Regions from separate parts of the Anas platyrhynchos genome. Here region 2 is linked to region 1. The links are chromatin contacts, called in public Hi-C maps. All regions are on one chromosome and are shown on one strand. Each heading gives the region's core, a stretch centred on a gene start, on an enhancer-like site or on the middle of the called end of the contact. The rest is flanking DNA. Distances are from core to core; before and after follow the strand shown.

What was found. A called contact is a pair of places that touch in the nucleus more often than the background predicts.
Region 2: a Hi-C map of skeletal muscle shows a contact between it and region 1, with 2.4 times the contacts expected there. The contact joins the promoter of R3HCC1 here to the promoter of C23H8orf58 in region 1. A contact is called at or near these places in 2 of 8 Hi-C or Micro-C datasets (skeletal muscle and subcutaneous adipose tissue).

The regions. Positions count from the first base shown.
Region 1 is chr23:2,070,615-2,075,484 of IASCAAS_PekinDuck_T2T, reverse strand. It overlaps C23H8orf58 (chromosome 23 C8orf58 homolog), which reads right to left and starts at 2,067. Exons shown (of 6, transcript XM_038166922.2): 1 at 1,940-2,067; 2 at 1-469. The coding sequence starts at 1,988. It overlaps PDLIM2 (PDZ and LIM domain 2), which reads right to left. Exons shown (of 10, transcript XM_038166921.2): 7 at 3,610-3,743; 8 at 3,224-3,369; 9 at 3,020-3,125; 10 at 2,411-2,888. The coding sequence ends at 2,711.
Region 2 is chr23:2,235,865-2,240,734 of IASCAAS_PekinDuck_T2T, reverse strand. It overlaps R3HCC1 (R3H domain and coiled-coil containing 1), which reads right to left and starts at 2,236. Exons shown (of 8, transcript XM_072027279.1): 1 at 2,191-2,236. The coding sequence starts at 2,221.

The sequences.
Region 1 (4,870 bases), core at 818-3,317:
TCAGGCTCCTCGGCACTGAGCTCCCGGGGGTCCCCGGCGCTGGTGCTGCGCCGGCTGAGCTGCCGCTGCCTCCTGCTGCGCTGCTGCCCCGGCTTCCTGCTGGCCGAGCGGCTGCGGAAGGGCCGGGGGGGCTCAGCGCCACGCTCCCCTCCTGGGGGGCTCTTCGGAGGGTCCCCATGGGCTGGCTGCTGGAAGCCGTCGAGGGAGAAGCTGCTCTCGGAGCCCAGCGGGGTGGAAGGCGAGTTCTCGTTGCTCGCCATCTCCACCCCGGAGTCCTCTGACTCCGATTTGAGGAGCCGCCCGCTCGCCTGGGGGCTGCCCGGGGCTGGCAAAGGCTGGGGGGGGCCCCAAGAGCCCGATTCCTCGCCGCTCATCCCCGCCGGGGGGCTCCGGGGGCTCTCGTGCAGCCGACGGTAGACGCTGGCGGACGTGCGCACCACGCAGCTCTCTGCCGTCTCCCAGGGACCATCTGCGGGGGCGAGGGCGTCGGATGGGGGTCCCCGGGGGGCACCGCAGGCAGGGCACGGCGCCAGCTGACCCCACAGAAGGGGTGCACGCAGCTGGGTGTGGGCTAGCACCGCTCCCATCGTGGCCACCAGCCCCGTGCCCTGCCCTGAGGCTGCTGGAGACGTCGCCACCTGGGGACCCCTCTCCGGAGGGAGCCCCTGGGTGGCACCGGGGGGGGTTCAGCCGACATCAGCACCCAGCTGGACTGCAGGGCTGGCTTCCCCCGCTGCAGGACGGCTCCAGGCACCTCAACTCCTCGCCCTAAATCCTCAGCCCCAGCTGGGCCGCATTCTGCAGCCACCACCCTGCACCCCAGGACACGACGGCAGCCTCAGCCCTCGCCTCCCTTCCCACCGGGACCCGGCGCAGGGCTCGGGGAGGTGGGGAGCAAAGCCTCTGCTCTTTCCCCCCCCCTCTGTGCACCCAAATCGGGGTGCAGAGCTGCCCACCCCCCCGGCCAGCCCCCCCACGCACTCACAGCAGCTGCACCTCCTCTTCCAGACGGCGCGGGAGCCACCCCACATCGCCGAGAGCCGAGTGCCGGGCGCGCGTCCCCAGCGCTGCCTTTTATACCCGCCCCAGCCGGAGCCAGAGCCCTGTATCCAGAGGCACCTCATTACCGGACTGGTTCCCAACTGGTTCCCTTTCGGGATCTGGGCTGGGTGATACTGGCTGGGCCGGTGGTTAGGGCTCCCTCCCCATCCCAGACAGGGAGGCGAGAGCCTGATTTGGGCACTTCAAGGCTGCAGGCAGACAGCCGGGTGCCGGGAGAACCTCGCCACCTCCCTGCCCTCTCCGCCCGCTCCCGGGGCTCTCTCCTGCCCCACGTCCACTCACCGCGGGTCCCTCGGGGCTCGGCAGGGCGCTGGGGACACAGCGGTGGCCTTGGGGACAATCCTGCCTTTCAGCAGCCCCCGAGGCCCGCGCGCATCCCAGCAATGCCGCTCCCACGCACCCGACTTCCACGGGCTCCCGGCGCGCTGCGTGGGCACCGCGGGACGGATCCTGCCCAGCCCCTCAGCACCCCCCCTCTGGGAAGCTTTAAAAGGGGATCGTGCCCCCGCCACCGGCTCTGTGGGAGGGGTCCTTTGGGATGCAGAGATGGGCTGGGGGTGCTAGACCTCGCCCAGCGTGGGGGAGGCGTTGACCTTGACCCCAGCACTATGGGCTTGAAGGCAAACTCCCAGCTCAGCCAACACCCTGGGGCCCCCCCAGCCTGCACAGACACCTCAAATTAGGGCTGCTGGGGGCCCCCAGGACACCCACCCAGCACAAATTAGTGCTGTCAGATCCCCTCGAACACCCACCCAGCACAGACACCATAATTTGGAGCTGCTGGGAACCCTCAGGGCCCCTCCCCAGCACTGATAACTCAGCGAGGGCCCCCTCCGGCAGGACCTCGGCACACCGGGGACCCCCCCCAAAAGCTCACCGAGCCCCCTGAGCGGCTCCACGCTGAAAGCTCCGCGGCGCCGAAGCATCCCCGGCACCGGGCAGGGCGCACGGGGCAGGGCGCACCGGGGGTGGGCGCACGGGGTAGGGCGCACGGGGTGGGCGCACGGGGCAGGGCGCACGGGGGGCCTCGGCCTCTTTATGGGGCCGGGCTGTGGGGCGGCACGGCCCCGGGGCGGGGCGGGGGCGGCCAGGAGGGGTGGGGGGAGTTTGGCCGCCCCCTGCCCGTGCTGCATCCCAGCTATGGGAGCGCTTTGGGGTTTTGGTACGGGGCGGGGAGAGCAAAGCCCCCTCCGTGCAAACAGGCACAAGGGGCAGAGATAAGAGCTCCGGGATCCTCGGCGGGACAAAGGCCCCTGATAACAGCAATAAAACGCCGACAAACCCCCGGGGGGGCCCGGAGAGAGGCGTGTCCCCCCCCCAGCTGCCCCACACAGACGGGACACGGGCGTGGAGCAGGAATATATTATATTTATATAGAGATCTGCTTTAATTCCTCGAAGGCAGGGTGCGAAGCGGTGCCAGCCCCCTCTCCGGTGCCTGCGTGCTCAAGCGTCCCCGTGTCCCCCATGTCCCCAGTGTCCCCCACGTCCCCATGGGTGCCAGCGAGGGACCCCACGGCACAGCCAGGCTGAGACCCGACCCCGCTCATTGCACACCCAAAAGCACCAAAGCAGCGGGGCCACCGGGGTGCCGCGGGTGCCCTCTGCTCCCCGCAGATGCTGGGGGGGCGGGTGGCGGGGGGGGGGGCTCAGGATGGGGTGGGGGCAGTGGGGGCGCCCTGGTAGCGCAGGCGGGCGTGCTTCTCGCAGTACAGCTCGTCGCCCACCCAGAAGTGTCCCCGCATCTTCAGGTTGAGGCCGCAGTCGGAGCAGGCGTAGCAGGCCGGGTGCCGGTAGCGACCCTCCTGGATCCTCACCGCTTGCGTCCTGGGGGAAAATGGGGGGGGGGGGGGGCAGGCGGCGGCTTGGGGTCACCCCACTTGTCCCCCCCCGAGCTTGTTCCATCTGTCTGTCCGTCCCTGCCTCCTTCCAACCCCTCTTAGTGCCCCCCAACTCACGCGATGCTGCTGCCGCACTTCTCGCACGTGTGCAGCTTCTGGACGCCGGCCACCGGCTTGCGGGCGCTGGGCGAGAGCCGGCTGGGGAAGGGGGCTGCAGGGCCGGCTGCGGGGACACGAAACCATCAGGGTGGTGGTGCCAACCCCTTTTTTCAGCTCCCCCCACACCTCCCAAGCTCCCCGTTTTCTCCCCGCGCCCCTCACCTCCGCCCTCGTCCTCCAGAGCCTCCTGCAGCAGGCGGAAGGTGCTGGATTGCCGCGGGGCCGCCCGCAGCTCCCGGTTCTCCTGCAGCATCTTGTACACCTCCGAGTCCTCCTCCAAGCGCCTCATGGCCGGTTCGGGGCCCGGGCTGGGGGGGAACAACACCGTGGGGAAGGGACCTGGGGGGGGCTCCGGGCACCCGAATCGGCCGCGCTGCACCCGCTGCCCGCACCTGCCCCAGCCTGCCCAAAAATCCTCCCACACCCCGACCTGCCTCGCAGGTGCGTTAACTCTTTGCAGGGTTCCCTCGGAGAGGTTTGATCCCACTCCAGATGGGCTGGGGGCTTTCCTGCCTCCGTCCTGGCCCCCAAAAAACCCCGCTCCGTACCTGCTGCGGGGGCCGGGGGAGGGCGAAGGCAGGCGCTGCTCCCTGCCCGGCTCCCAGGGGTGCGGTGGCGACGGTGGCCGGGGGGAAGGAGGCAGGAGAGGCCCTGGGGAGCTGTTGTGGTGGCTTCTTGGCTCCTGGCACGGGGAGAAAGGGGTTGTGAGAGCACCGAGGGGGCACGGGGCTGGGCTCCAGGAGCCCTGCTCCAACCCGTGCCCCCCCCTGGCCATGTGGCTGGGTGCGGGGCTGCTCCCCGTGCCGTAACCCTATGCCTGCGCCCGTTCCCCTCCCCGGCATCTGCTCCTGCTTAGCGGCGAGGCAGGAAAGGCTCAGCCCCGCTAAGTGGAAGCCGATGTTCCCGACGTTCCCGGGAGCAGCCGCCACGCAGCAGCTGCAAAACCCCCAGCAGGAACCCGCGGGGACGGGGACAAGGAAAACCCCGCACGGCCCCGCTCGCTGCCGCCTGCCCGGACCCCGTGGGGATGGAGAGAGGCGGCACCGAGGCTCCGCAGGGCCACGGGAGGGTGAAGAAGGAGCTAAAATTAGGCCCGGGTGGAGCTGGGCGCCTTGGCCTCATCCGAGGAGCCCAGCGCCAAGGGTGCAAGGAGAGGCAGGATCTGAGGGAGGCTTCGCCCCTCGCCGCAGCTTGGGGGTCCCGGCGCTTCCAGGGGCACCCCAGCTGCAGGATGCTCTGCCCCAGCCACCTCGGGGTGGTTTTGGGGCAGGGAGGGACCCAGCGGGGTCCCTCCAAAGCAAATAAAGAGCAGGGGGGGGGAAGGAGGGAGCGGGAGGGCTGCGGGAGCCAAGGGGCGGCCGGGGCCGCGGCCAAAGGCAGCTGGAACGGGCGGCGCTCGGGGCCACCGCGCTTCCCGATTTGGGCTTGGAAAACATCCCCGGGACAGAGGGGAAGGGAAGGAGGGGAGGCAAAACCTCCCGAAACCACATCAGGGAGGAGGGCTGGGGGGCCGTGGGCACCCCGGGACCAGTCGGGGTGCCGGGGGAGAGACACCACAGCCCCCACCCCGGGCACCCAGGTGGCACCCGGCACGCAGCCGGGGGCGCACCAGGTCCCTGCCCTGCCAACCAACGCCCCGGCACCCCCCCCACAAGCCCTCCCCAAACTGGTTTGGCCTCCCCAGCCTCGGTGCTGCTGCCAAAAATGCCGGGTAGGAGCGAGGAAAACATCCCAGGGCGGCGCGCCGGTGCCCAAGGGGCTGGGGGTGCCGGCGGCACCGGCGGCAGGGCCCTGGGGGAGAGAGGGGCT
Region 2 (4,870 bases), core at 987-3,486, 170 kb before region 1:
CCAAAGTTCAGAGTATACGGCTAAAGGCACAGCCCAAATGCTATTTAAAGTCCCACAGGCATGGTGCTGTGACTACATCCCCAGGGAGCCTGTCCCAGTGTGTGACCACCCGCTCACTGAAAGACCTCTTCCAGCCTGAACCTCCCCGTCCCAGCCCCATGATGTTCCCTCAGGTCCTGTCACTGTCCCCAGAGGGAAAAGTTCAGCACCTGCCCCTCCGTTCCCCCTCATGAGGAGGCGGTAGGTTGCCATGAGGCCTCTCCTCAGCCTCCTCTTTTCCAGGCTGAATAAAGTCACCTCAGCTGCTCCTCATATGTCCTCCCCTCTAGGTCCTTCGCCATCCTTGGAGCCCTAAGCCCAAACCCTGGCTCTACGTACGGAGTAGGGGATGAAAGGCTGGAGAGCAGCCCCACAGAGAGGGACCTGGGGGTTGTGGTTGACAGCAAGCTGAAGATGAGCCAGAAAAGATGTGATATTATTGGCCAGAGAAGGGCTATGAAGATGCGTAAATGTTAGGGAAACCATTTTCCGCAGGCAGCAGGAGGAAGGGTTTCAAGAACTGCTGCACAGAAGAGCAGCAAGGCTCTCCTTGGCCAGCTCAGGGCAGTATTTGGTGTCTCCCTGGGGTGTCATCGGCCCCCCAGGTCACTGAAAGCATCCCTGCTGCTCCGGGCAGGAGCAGAGAGGGGCACTGCCTGCTCCCTGCTGAGAAATCGCTGCTGGTCAGCATGGGAGAGAGGTGGATGAAAACGAAACACACAATTCGTTAGTGATATGCTCAAAGTAACTGATTTTCCTCATTTATTTTGGGGGGAGCAGTAAAGAGCCACACCAGAGCTCCTGTAGATGCTCCACACCCCGTAACAGGCTTGCCTTGGCATCACAAAATCCTCCTCTCAGGGTTAATGTCTCCTCCTCTCCCCCTCAGCTGATTGCCCAGAATTACCATATAGATTGGCAAAGCCAGGCCTGTGATTGCACAAGAGGCTTCTGCCAGGCTCCTTCCAACACCCTGAGCTCCTCGTCCTGCCTCTCACCTGCAGCCTGCTCTGGCCTCTGCCTGATGAGGAGCAGCTGATGTTTGGAAGCAAAGCCAAGCAAGGCAGCAACATAAACCAGCATCCCCCCGTTCCCCATCCCTGCACTATCATCCCCTTCTCTGCTAAATCCATTCCTCCTAAACCTGAAAAAAATCACTTTGAGGACAGCAGCATCCCCTGCCCCACAATACCCACCCAGACAGGCTCCTGCAGCAACCGCAGCCACCACCTGCACGCTTAATTCCTGCCTGCCCCAGGCCTTTGCAATAAAATGTGCTTGATTTTGTGACTGCACAGAGCAGGACGGTGCCCTTTTCCCAGCCTCAGAGCATCCTTTCTAGCCCAGGTGGACACAAGCAGGGCGGCATGATTCCTAGCCTGGGTTTGAGAGGTGAGAGCCAGCCTGGGATGCCGAGCCCTCGATGCAGGGTGAGGTTTCCCCTTGCACCCCTCTGGTATTTACCCCCGAGCAGAGATGGACAACAGACCTTTCCTCCCCAAAACATGCTGGTCCATCTGCCCTGCACTTGCCTGAGCTCTCAGAGAAGGCTGCCAGCTGCTGTGCGTGCCTTCTCTCTGGGGTGCAGCCCCCAATTTCCATTTAAATTGAGATTTTTACATTCCTTCTCCCTTAGCCCCAATGTGCCCAGGTTTACTGAGTGCCTTTGGACACTTGAATTGCGTCTGATGGGACCTGGACACCTCTCCCTGGTTAATGATGTCTCTTTGCATATAATCAGGCACCAAATGAGATAATGTTGGGGCCCTGGTACCTCCACAGCAGCTGCTGCAGCAGCAAATTGGGGCACTCAGAGTACTGAAGTCACCAGTTTGTTATCTTATCCTACAATCCAGCTTGCATTAGACTAGAGCACCTATTTATTCATTTTACTCCTACCTAGACTGCTCAGCAGTGACAGCCAGGCTCATCCTGACAGCCCCACAAGCACCCATTTCACAACCTGTCTGCAGGGCGAGCCAGCTCTGCTGCTCTCATCCCACCCATGGCAAAACCAGAGCTCCAAAAACCCAAATGACTTACCTGGGATTACAGGGCAGGACGGGAGCAGTGCTTACAACAGCACACAGAAGTCCTGACCCCCAGTTTCTGCTCCGGGACCAGCCCCGGGTAGGAATTCATTTCACCCACCTCTGAAATACAGCCAGGGATGTAGCAGCATGCTGCACAACCTCAGGGTGGAAGGAGGAGGATGCTTCCCAGCGGAACTGTGGGGCAAAATTCAGAGAAGCAGAAAGCAATCGGTGGAAAACCAAACAGGTCTGGGCTTCCAAGGACTGTCGGAGACACTAAATAAGAAGAGCTTCCCACCTCACCTCAAAGGGCTGTGTTCCAGGCCAGCAGATGACGTGAGAACAAGCAAGGTGATGACACTTGGGAATAATTCAGGCTAGTGGTCTGGCTTTCTTCTCCGAGAAATGAGCCTTAGCTCACGTTCTGCCTCGGTGCCTCCTGTCCCTGTGTCACTGGACCCTGGTGCTTTTTCTCTTTTTCCCCTCGACCTGCAGCATCTCCTCTTTCCTCACTCCTGTCCCTCACAGCACTGCGCTTCGCTCCTGGTGCTAGCAAACCTCAGGAGCTGGAAAAGCACCGCAAGGCACAGCCCTGGTGGTGTGCAGCTATGAAAGGCTGAGTGATTGCAGAGGGAGAAGAGTTTCTGGATCAGGAGGTGCCCAATTTGCCCTCACCCAGGTGCGAGGCAGCACCAAAAACTGTGTTATCCCAGCTGACCTGAGACTTGCACAAGTCAGGTTTCCTAAGGCTGTGGTTGAGGTGCCAGAGGATGAGAAGCATCTGCTCTCTGCCCCATCTCCGTGGCAGCAAAATAAAGAAGCCCCTTCTGAAGCAAAGTTAGACAAAGCATGCTTTTTGCCAAACAAAGCCCAAGTCACACAACTTTTTGGAGCTGTTACCCATTTCCCCGATGTGCAGAGGCCTGTTCCACAGCCTGGAAGCTTTTGGTTTAGCTCAGTGTCACCACCTTGGATCTTCTGGTGCAGATGCCAGGAAGGAAACAGCCCTGGCACGTAGCAGGTGGAGTCAGAGGGAGCTGGGGCACTGCACCCTCGGTAGGAGAGAGCCCCAGCCGGCTGGAGCAGGGGATTGAGAGGAACAAGGGGTCTCCTGCAGCACTCCCAAACTCCACACTAGTTAAAAGCAGACAGTAACCATACAAAAAAGAAGCCCCACCTCTATCAGAGGTTCACATCACCGTCTCTGTTGTGTTTCTTTTGCAGGTTTACCCTGCAGCTCATCGTAGATACCCGAGGTACACTGAAGCACTAGATTTTCTCCAATCTCTTTACATAAAGTCATGGATTAAAGCCCAGCACCTCACGATAAGATGATCTTATTAAATTGTTCCAAAGCAGGGAGACCAGGACAGTACCTTCACTGGCTGGGTATTACATGTAGTCCCAAATAAAGCACAACACACGTGCTACAACCCAGCTTTTAGTGGAGAAATCACCGCGTGTCCTGCAGTAACGTCCACATGAAGTCATTCACGTTGGGCCTCCTAAAAAACACTAGACAACATCATCTGAGAACAATTCCTTCTGTAAGTTAGGCTGCCCTGTCCTCTCAGAGCTGAAAAGCCCCAAGACTGTCTCAGGTTTAGACCTTTGCTGCTATGCAGGGAACCAGCTACAAATGAAGCTGAGGTTTATCAGCACTTCCACAGAGAAATCCGAGCATCGACCTTGGAAGTACGGCAAGCTCTGCTCCCCTCCCACACCGATTATGCTGAAACTTGACGATAATTGGGCTCTATTTAATAATTACCGTTCCTCTATAATTATCACTTGCTGATTTTTCTCTTTGTTAATGTTTGCAGGGAGCGGGGGGGAGGCTCTTCTGCTGTGCCAGAGAGCTAAAGATGTCTCGGAGTCGAGGCGACACGGGTGTGCTGCTCGCTGCCGCAGTGTTTAAGCGAGCACCGATCAAAACACGCTCCCAAAATCACTCGTGTCACAGTCGACAGTGAAATGCTGGGGCTGCTCGCTTGCCATTTCTACCCCGAGCAAGCCAGACACAAGCTCCAAGGTGCACAGGAGAGGCTAATTAAAGAGTACAGGTGAGCAAGGAGCGCTTCTGAAGAAGCCATTATTATTGAAATGAGACAGCAAGGCAGGAAGGATCCTTAATGAAATGGGGGAGGAAGGGAATTAGAGGGAGAACAAAGTGAAAGGGGGCAGAAGCAGACTGTGAAAAGGAAGGGGGCATGACTGATGGAAGATGTGGCACAGGGATGAAGCCAAATCTGCAATGTTTTTGCTCCCAGTTTGTCCTCTCGAGGCTGAAGGGCTCAGACACCCTCGTTACCAAAGGCCCCCAGCAAATGGTCCAGTATCCTGGGGCTAAAACGTGCTCCTTGTTCATCCCAGACTGCCCTCAGCTGTACATGTCCCAGCTTAGAGAGAGGCTGGCCCTGCTTCAGGGGCCAGGGCAGACCTTTAGCAGGCAGAATCCTTTGCTAATGAGCAAATGCCCTGCAGGATGCTCCAAAGGAGCTGCTGCCAAGCACAGCCCCAGGGCTCCAGGAAAGGTGGCTGCTCGCTTGTCTGGCCTGCAGGATAACCTGCCTGAACAACAGGGAGGCAGTCAGAGGTGAGCCTAATCACCTCCCAGACAAATTTATCCCCGCAAGGCCACTGCCACCTTCTTGCACAGCCCCCCAGAAAAGTGTTTTTCCCCATCTATGCAGCTCAGCGCTGTTCCACCAAGCACAAGGCAGCACTACGGAGCGCTGAATTCAGCTTGTGCCCATGGAGCAGCCTCAGGCTGATGGCTTTTTGGGCACAGCCCCTTT